Regions from separate parts of the Triticum aestivum genome. Here region 1 is linked to region 2. A link is a contact called in public Hi-C data. All regions are on one chromosome and are shown on one strand. The core of a region is the stretch at or near the end of the contact, and the rest is flanking DNA. Distances in the headings are between cores, read along the strand shown.

Evidence for each region. A called contact is a pair of places that touch in the nucleus more often than the background predicts.
Region 1: a Hi-C map of leaf shows a contact between it and region 2, with 5 times the contacts expected there. The contact joins the promoter of LOC123120317 here to the promoter of LOC100192177 in region 2. A contact is called at or near these places in 4 of 5 Hi-C or Micro-C datasets (leaf and an unstated tissue).

What each region holds. Positions count from the first base shown.
Region 1 is chr5D:228,194,282-228,199,370 of IWGSC CS RefSeq v2.1, forward strand. LOC123120317 (long chain acyl-CoA synthetase 6, peroxisomal) reads left to right here and starts at 1,819. Exons shown (of 23, transcript XM_044540291.1): 1 at 1,819-2,146; 2 at 3,019-3,079; 3 at 3,151-3,228; 4 at 3,704-3,775; 5 at 3,875-3,956; 6 at 4,104-4,209; 7 at 4,290-4,366; 8 at 4,873-4,917; 9 at 5,039-5,089. The coding sequence starts at 2,008.
Region 2 is chr5D:227,903,042-227,907,444 of IWGSC CS RefSeq v2.1, forward strand. It overlaps LOC100192177 (meiotic recombination protein DMC1 homolog B), which reads right to left and starts at 2,197. Exons shown (of 15, transcript XM_044540288.1): 1 at 2,060-2,197; 2 at 1,862-1,974; 3 at 911-1,002; 4 at 666-737; 5 at 480-518; 6 at 239-290; 7 at 111-156. The coding sequence starts at 1,961.

The DNA of each region.
Region 1 (5,089 bases), core at 569-3,068, 290 kb after region 2:
TAAGTGGCATTTTGCCCAACAGCAAGTGTCATTGATAAGTGGCATTTGCCCATAGGCACTTGCCTATGGGCAAATGCCACTTATGAATGACACTTGTGTTGTTGGGCAAATGCCACTGATCAGTGGCATTGATCAGTTGACTTGCTGTTGGGCAAGTCCACTGATCAGTGGCATTTGCTTTGCTGCAACTGGCACTCATCATTGCACTATCCAAACCATGGAAACATCTAAAAATAGCAACAACAAGTGCCAATAGCACCCATGTGTAGCCATGCAGATTTGGCACCATCCTAAAATGGTCCTACTACATGCACGTATAACATTCAACACAAACCCTAGCTTGAACATGTATGTTAGCAACATGAAACATGAACATGATCCTAGCTTGAACATGAAATGCCATCAGTCAACATGATTCTAGCATTCATCAGTCAACATGAACATGCCGTCAGTATAACATTCATCAGTCAACATGAACATGATTCTAGCATGCACACAGCTACTAGCATGAACACAGATCATAGGACACACTAGCAGTAGCACAAGAAAATTATCCTACCACACACACTGTACAAAACAAGAACATATCAGTCCGATTGGATTCGATTGGGATCGCATCCAATCGGATCTGCTAGAATCCTATCGAATCCACTAACTACCAGCACATGCCTTAGAAATAAACCCCTAATCTACATCTACGAGCAAGCAGTGAGGGGGTTTGACTTACTGGAGCACACGCAGCCGCGGTGAACCGAGGCCGGGGTGAAAACCCCGACAGGAAGGAGAGAGGTGGCGGAGCAGAGGAGGAACCGGCCCTGGCGACGGCCTGCGGCATCGGTCCCGTGCTCAAAGCCACGCCGGAGGTCGAGGAGGACGGCCCGCCGACAGGAGAAAACCCTTGGACGGGGGTCAAGAAAACCCCCGTGGCCAATGGGGTCCCAAGAAGGGACGGCTCCGTGGACGGCGCCGGCGCCGAGCCCAGGACCACAAAGGTCCGGAATCGGCGGCGGAGCAGGAGCGGCCGACACCGCATTGGCCGGCGCTCGTGGTGGCCGGGCAGCAGATGGGGGATGGCGCTCGCAGCGCCGACGCCAAGTCACAGCCTGAGTTCTGGAGGCCAGCCAGCCAGCGCTCCTGGATGCTAGCGATGCGCTGGTCGACGGGGGTCGGCGCGGCGGTGGGCGAGGCGGAGCCATCGGAAAGGAGAGGGAGCGGCGGTGAGGGAGCGGTGGGAACAATGCGCCTGAGCGGTGACAGGAGAGTGGGGGGCGAGTTATGAGACGTCCCCTCCGTCTCCCGCGCTGCCCGAGACGTGCAACTGCCCCGCACGCGTGGCCGCGCCCAGCCAGACTCGCGAGAAACTGCCGATTCGGCAGTTTCCGCCGGGCCAGGCTGCGGGCTGCTTTAAGGTCCGTGCGGGCCTCAAACCGCATGCAACCCAGGCAACTAAACACGCGCACATCCCACGCGGGCCTGGTTAGGCTGCATGCGGGCAACCAAACACGTCCGTGACGGCGCAGAGCGTGTGGACGCCGATCATAAAACTGACGTTAGCTTTTTTAACATTTGTCATTTTTGGGTAAATAAAAAAACCCAATCCCCGCACACACTTGGGCGCCGTGCCGTGCCGCCGCATGTCGACGCGCGCACGCAACCGAACAACCACATCCGTGCTCCCCGAACCGCTCCAAAAGACCAAAATGCATCGGAGATATCTATGCTTCCGTCTCTCCTCCTCCACTCGATCATCCAACCCCGCTGCAACCTTTTTTTTTTTTTTTTGAGGGGTAACCCCGCTGCAACCTTTGGAGCATCCGCTCGAACAAGGCGCGAGCCGAGTTCCCCACGTCTGCCTCGGTCTGTTCGCTCTCACGTCACGCGATAAGCCCGTGTTTTTCCGTCCCTCGCGTCTGCTCCCCCCACCTTCCCATCATCACGCGGCGCTAACGAGTAGCGACGCGGACAGGGGTTGCGTGACACTACCGGCACTGCAGAAGCACGGGAGCCATGGCGCGGGAGGAGGAAGGACCCGCAATGATGGACGCCGCGGAGCGACGCCTCCGCGTGGTCTCCGCGCACCTCGAGCCGCAGGCCGGCGCCACCGCTGGCCTCGCCTCTAACCCCACCGCCGGCGAGTACGCCCACGGTACGTCTCTCTTCTCTTCCCTCGCCCCTCGACCCTTTGGCGTGCATGTCCTAGTTGGACCGGCCTTCAGCGGGACGCTCTAGGATTTGGATTTCGCGTTCGATTCATTCAACAGCACGCTTTAACGGGGATAGCGACTAACGCTGGCGGCGCGGTGGTGGTCAGAATCCTGTTGAGTGGCTCGCGAATCGGGGCGGGGCACGGCGCATCTGCTCCGTCGCTCGCTTGCTTTTCCCTTGTTAGTTTGTTATTATAAAATGGATTTCACTTTCCTGGAAAAGTAACATAGTACCAGAAGCGAGTGGTTGCTCCCGCACTGGACTGGGCAGGTTGTTTTGCTAACTGTCCATAGCTACCCTTTTTGGTTTGTCGGCACCAGGAAGGTGTGAATGGAACGGAATCCTCTATGCAATCTGAAAAGCTTGAATTGTTTGCTGCAATCTGATCGGGATGCCTCTTCCTGAAAGGCTGAGCGCAAGTCTGTAGCTTAATCCTGTCTAAAGCAAACTCAAAAAGTACCAAATAAATTGGAATATTCCTTGCTACTTTTTGGGCCTGTTCGTGATTATTGGAATAGTTTATAGTATTTTTTATGCATCTACTTAGAACTGTCATACATGTTTTTCCTTGTATGAACAGTGGTGTTATTGGTGTGTTCATTGGGGTTTGCAAGAAGCCCCACTCTGTCAGGGAGAGTAATGCATGTGTTTTTCCTTTGTTTGAGAAATGGCTTATTTTAAAACAATCTATTATTAACGATTCAATGTACCCTAAATTTCACCTAGCATTCACTAGCACCCATTTTTTTTTTTTGTGAATAGCATATTTAGAAGTAACTATAATTGTTAACTCTATGCGCATATCTTCTTCAGTGCAGGGCTACAGCGTTGTTCTTCCTGAAAAGTTGCAAACTGGAAAGTGGAACGTGTACCGGTAGGCTATTTATATGTTATAAGATGCATTTTCATATACTGTTGCTCACAATCACTGTTACAATCCTGCAGATCTGCAGAGTCACCTCTGCGTTTAATTAACAGATTTCCTGCTACTCCAGACATTGGAACACTGCATGATAATTTTGTGTAAGAATACTCCCAATATCTTGAACATCTGAACTTCTGTTTCTTAATATCCATCTAAACTTAATCATATACTTATGTTAGCAAACTCTCATTAATGATTAGTGCTGCAATAGCCTTTCAGATTATGTCCTCCTTATTTACTGAATATATGCTAGAAAGATGGAAATTTCTAGAGAACGTTTGAAAGGCAGAGTTCAGCAAAACGAGTGGATTTTTTTCCTAAGGAAGCTCTCACTAGTTATTGCTACTTACGCTATAGTCTGGCTGATCCTACAGAGTAATATGCAAGGGAACCTGTTTATTTATTGTTTTAGCGAAGCCTTGGGGGCTGCAAAAAATGCATATATGTCAAACATGAGATTAAACTTACCAAAGTGCAAATCCTAACTGAGTGGGAGCTCTTGCAAACCTTTTAAACCTCATTACTGTAATCATCTTTCCTGTACAACTTTATATGGTATCCCAAATTGTGCAGGTATGCAGTCGAGACTTTTACAGATTGTAGGTATCTGGGTACAAGAGTGTGCGCTGATGGAGCAGTCGGAGAGTAAGGATTGAGTAACCGAGTATTCCTTACTTTTTTCATTTTGTAGTCTTTTTCATGATTGCCTTGTTTGACTCTTATAAATGGCATATAACATTGCAGCTACAAATGGATGACGTATGGAGAAGCTAGTACGAGCAGAACTGCAATAGGTTCTGGTCTTATTTATCATGGAATATCTGAAGTGAGTCATCAAGATCTCAACAAGCACTTGCCCTTTTGTTATTGACTAGTAACAAGTAGATACCTTGCCATATATTGCTATCTTGATATAGCACCTCAAGTTTCTCAGATTATTTATTTGTACTTTAATTCTTTTTATCTGAACCAGGGTGCACGCATTGGTCTGTATTTTATAAACAGACCTGAGTGGATCATAATTGATCATGCTTGTGCTGCATATTCATATGTATCTGTACCACTTTATGATACTCTTGGTATGTTCCTATTACCAAATGACCTTTGCTCTATGTCTCAGTCATCCAGTAACATTTTCTATGTAATGTACTTTCTGTAGGTCCAGATGCAGTTCAGTTCATTGTGAACCATGCAACAGTAGAAACTATTTTCTGTGTGCCTCAAACACTAAGCACTGTGAGCTTTAATCCCTCATCGCTACCTTAAATGATGACTGTTTTCTGAACTCCATAAAAGTTGGGCCTCCCCTACAGTTTCCGTTAATAAAATCCATAAAAGTTCTAGTACTCATGCCATTTCTGATACCAATTGTCGAGTCCTAACTAGCAAGGCTGACATGTAGCTAATTATTTCCAGTAATTTACCCATACTTCTAGGTGTTAATCTCATCCTGCTATGGTCTTAATTTATGTTGACTATGACTCCTTATGAGGGCTTCACGATGCCATGTCAAATACTTTATGTTCTGGACTGACTGTATCAAGTATACGAAAGATTAATGCGGTTGGTATCCTGCTATAGATTTTACTTGGACTTCATCCAAATGTTATTATAGTTTGAAACACTACATCAGTTTATAGATACCTCTCAGCATTCAACTATGCATTGCATCAGGTACATTTGGAAAGAAGTATATTTAATTTCGAGCTATAATCTTAACTATATTAATCCCTTGATTGCAGCTGCTAAGCTTCCTAACTCAAATGCCATGTGTCCGCCTTATAGTGGTAAGTGTGGACCATTTTTTTTTTTTGAATTTTGTGGACCATTTACAATACTTTATGCAATGTGGCGGTGATGTTCTTATGAGAACTTCTCTTCTGTATCTGAATCTTCTTTTTTGTATAGGTAGTTGGTGGAGACAATGCAAATACGCCATCTACAACAGCAGCTGCTGGA
Region 2 (4,403 bases), core at 947-3,446:
CTACTGCCAAATATGGCACAAATCATACATAACAGAGCTACAACTAATAGGCGGTCCCTGCAAAAAAAGAAGAAACCAAGAAGAAAATGGTAACGGGAACATTTACTCACCGGAACTCTCCAAATGCCTCTGTGATACAGAGTGTTTCAATCCCTCCTTCAAATTACGCAAATATTTGAATAGGTTAGAGCATAACATCAGGAATAATCAGAACAGAATCAAGGATGACATATGTTACCTCCAAGCAGCTCATCAAGCGTTTGGCTCCCAGTGGTAATCCGGACAACAGACTTTCGCTTCAATATACGGAAAAGTAAATCAAACAACCGGGCAGTACACAGGTGGAGTAATGAAAGCACTCAAGCAGATTCCAAAAACAAACTATTATTTACAGTAAGTTTAGCATAGTAGCACTATGGCCAAAACAGTACTAAACTGTATGATCGTCCTTAATCAGTAGCTTAGCTCCTAAACCTCACCTTAATAAGGAGATCACTTCCTGTCATGAAACCCTGACTCTGAAAATCAAATAGTACACAAACTTCAGAAGATTCTATCGCATAGCACAGATGGCACAGAGGTTGTAAACCAGAATCAATGCAAAGAGAATAATATGGCACAGAAGTTCTAAACCAGAATCAATGCAAAGATGATAACAATCATACCAGAAGTTTTTCAGCAGCCTCACAGATCTTATCAACCTTCGCTTCAGACAAGCCCTTAATCCCTGTAAGGCTCTGCAAGATGAATCCGTACATTGATACTGAAACAACATCAATCATGTGTTGAAACTTGAATACATAAAGCTACTAATAACAGTCATGTGTCGTGCACCAGAAATCAACTTCAGCATGCAACCACAAATTTTAGGGAGAATGCGTGCAGATTTAGGCTCTGAAGGGATTTTGACCTTCTTGGTGTGCATCATCAGCCCATTGCAAGTGTAGATCCCCGCATCCTGCAGCTTCTTCACGTCTCCTGAGTTTATTCCCTGCGAGATCACTGTTTGGACGAGTGATTAGTTACAGCGTTACAAGGAATGTTACGGCTTAGGATTCAAATTCATGGCAATGAACAAAGTGCACGACGAACCAATTGGATCACGCAAACAAAACACAAGCGCGGATCACATCTAGGCAAATGTTTAAAGTAAACTTGCTAAACTCGCGGAAGCTACCCGTAATTATGGAACATAACAGGTGAACATTCAGAAAAAAAAAGTGGAACAGATAAGGAAGACAGGCTTAAAACCCTACGCCTCGAAGTGCAGGAAAACGCGTCCGTAATTGGTCCAAGTTTCCACAGAAAACCCACGCGATTGAACTGTATCTAGTTTCGAATTCGAAAGGATTCTACAGCCAGTGATCGCTACGGCAGATTAAACGCATGGCAGCTCAAAATTGGGGCTAAATTCAGACTAATTCGTGGAGAAAAAACGGCACCACACAGCGATTAGCACAAACTAGCCGGTAAAGAGAAATCAAGTGGGGGGCATCAACAAAGCTGCACGAAATTAGGCTACCAAAGGGCGCTAGTTAATCCCCAGATTGCACGACATAGGGGAGAAAATCAAAACCAACGCAACAGGAGCACACGACCACGCGCTGCACGCACCAAAAACCAACCAAATGTGGAGGCTAAGCGAAATCCGCACCAAATCCATCTCCAAACAGCACGAAATTGCGACCGAAACGCGCGAACTTAGAGGCGGAAGCACCCGGGACGCAACGGTGAGCAGGCCTAACCCCCACGCGCCGACACGCGCGCGACGCAGGCACACGAACAAGCAAGTAAATGCAGCACCGGAGACGGGGCGGCGGGAGGGTTTGGAGAGGAGAGGGGTTGGAGGCGGCGAACGTACACTTGTCGATGGACTCGAAGCACTCCTCCTCCTCCTCCACCCGGTCGGCCTCCATGAGCTGGAGCTGCCCGCCCTCGTCGTACTGCTTGGACGGCGCCATCCCGCGTGTCCGCCTGCGTCAGAGGAGAAGGTGTCAGGAGCGAGCACTGGGACACGCGAGCGAAGACGGCGAGTGGAAGCGGTGGAGGAGGACGAGACCTGTAAGAGGCGGAGGTTCGCGTGCTGCTGGAGGAGAAGTGGGGCGGAGGCTGGGGGAGAGGGGAGGTTTGGGAAGCGCAGGTGCGGGTGGAATGTGGATCACTGCGGCTGCGACGAGGTGGGGGTTATTTGAAGGCCTCGCACGAGGAACTTGTGAGCCGTAACACCAAGCCCACGCTCGTTGCTGCTGCCAGCTAAGCCTTTTACGGCCCATTCAAAATTCAAAATTTTGAACAGGACGCCGACGTGCCAATCAAGCAATCTAGTAAGAACCGCTTTGATTCTTAACCCGGTTGATATACCAACTCTTTTGTAAAAGGTGTTCCCTCTTGTTAGGGTGATGGCCTTGCAATAAAAAGTATTTTGATGTTAAAATAAAAGTGTACCCTCTCGTTAGGTAACTAGCAAACATGCATGTGTGTTGCAATTGGAGAAAAACACACGCTCCTAAAACCCAATATGCATGGTGATGGGAATGTACATGAAGGAGAATTGTGAGTTCGGCCAACCAATCTTTGCAAACGGCTAACAAACTTATGCATTGTATAATTTGCGGGTTAGGTTAAAGACAATCACCTACAAAGAAAAGGGGTTAAAGACAATCATCTCTAACAGAAATGAAAAAAATAAACTCAACATAGGAATAAAAAGACATACAAAAGATAACAAAATTGAAATTACCGAAGCATAATTTCTTCTGCCAATGCAAGGTATTATTTCTCGCCTTCATTTCATTATCAGAAGAATGAATATTTCAGATTTAATACATCTTTCAATAGGAATAGTGTGTACTATAATCAAGCATGTGCTAGGTTGTCACTGACAAAGCATACTGCGGTACTATAATCCAGTATAGACATGGTTGACTGCCATCCTTAGGTTTATAGTGTGCGTATATCTCAACAAACAAACCAAATATAAGTGCAAAAGATATAGATTATCAACCATAACAGAAGGTTAGTATACAATGCAGATTAAGCATTATACACATAATAAAAATGTCGTATATGCAACATTTCTATTGAGTTACTAACATCATACAATAAAAATGTTGTATACATCGGCTGTCCATGCATGTATGCTTCTGTTGTGTGTGTGCTAACCACGAAATCTCGTCGTATAGATTTACTCTTTCCTCTTCTGTTGTGATATATGCAAGGCTCTCCATCACAATTGAACCTTTGCATGCTGTTGCGCTTCAATTCATGGTTAGCTGCAATTTGCTCAATTCTAGCTTCCTTTTGTTCTGGCTGCATATTTGCATATTTTCTGCCTTTCTTGTGCGCATTTTTTTCCCTTTTGTGTTGGCTCCATGTTTGCATTTTTCTTCCTTCCTTGTGTGCTTTTTGTGCAACTGGGTGGAATCTTTAATTGTTTTATTTCGTTGATAGGTTTCACGACGTCTTTTTAGTTTTTCCTATTTTTCTTCATTGGTTATCCGTGCATGCCACTCTCAATCCTTTTCCTTTCTGTTATTTGGTATCAGTGACTGTAGATTGCGATCCAAATTTCTTGCTTGCATGAGAGTTTTTTATATGTATGCATCCATTGTTAATAAAAGAAACTAAATAGTTTTTATAGAGTGTCCGGTTTTTCCTAAAGCAAATGTGTTAATTGTATGGAATAGCGCATGTTCCTGTTTATTTGTTTTGTTTATGTGCTTAATTAGACAACTTGTTGCTTTCCGGATGTACATCGTAGAATGGAATCATTGTTTGTTTCTTCTCTTTGCTTTCTGGTTGTATGTCGTATTGTCGTGGTCGTATGAAACGACGCATTTTTTTGGGTATATGAGCAAGCGTATGCAGACAACAGGCAAACCTCATCATGCAATGTAAATTCACACTTCCGTTTCTCTTTGCTTCACGTCTAAAATCTGAAATATGTACGATTGTAGCAGTCACTTTTTATTTTCTTGGGTAGCGCATGCAGCAACGGCAAAACCTGCATCATGACGCAACCGTGAATCACGTCCGTCAGTTTGCTTCCTTATTTCTGAAATCACATGCCTGTCATTTCGTTCCTTAAAATCCTCTCTCTCTCTCTTTCCTTCCTTAGCCTCTGACGCAACTTGAATCACATTCGTTTCTCTTTGCGTCCTTATTTCTGAAATCACAAGCCTCTCTTTCCTTCCTTAGCTCCTCTCTCTTTCCTTATTCCCAAGACAACTTCTTAACTCCCAGGAAAGTCAATGGCGTATATAAACTGGGTGAATTAGATGTAAAGGGGCGATGTGGGATCATTTAAAACGTGAATTGACCTTCCATTTAACACACAACATAACCTGGCTCGGTGTTGGAAATATTCCCTAGAGGCAATAATATTTGTATTATTATATTTCCAT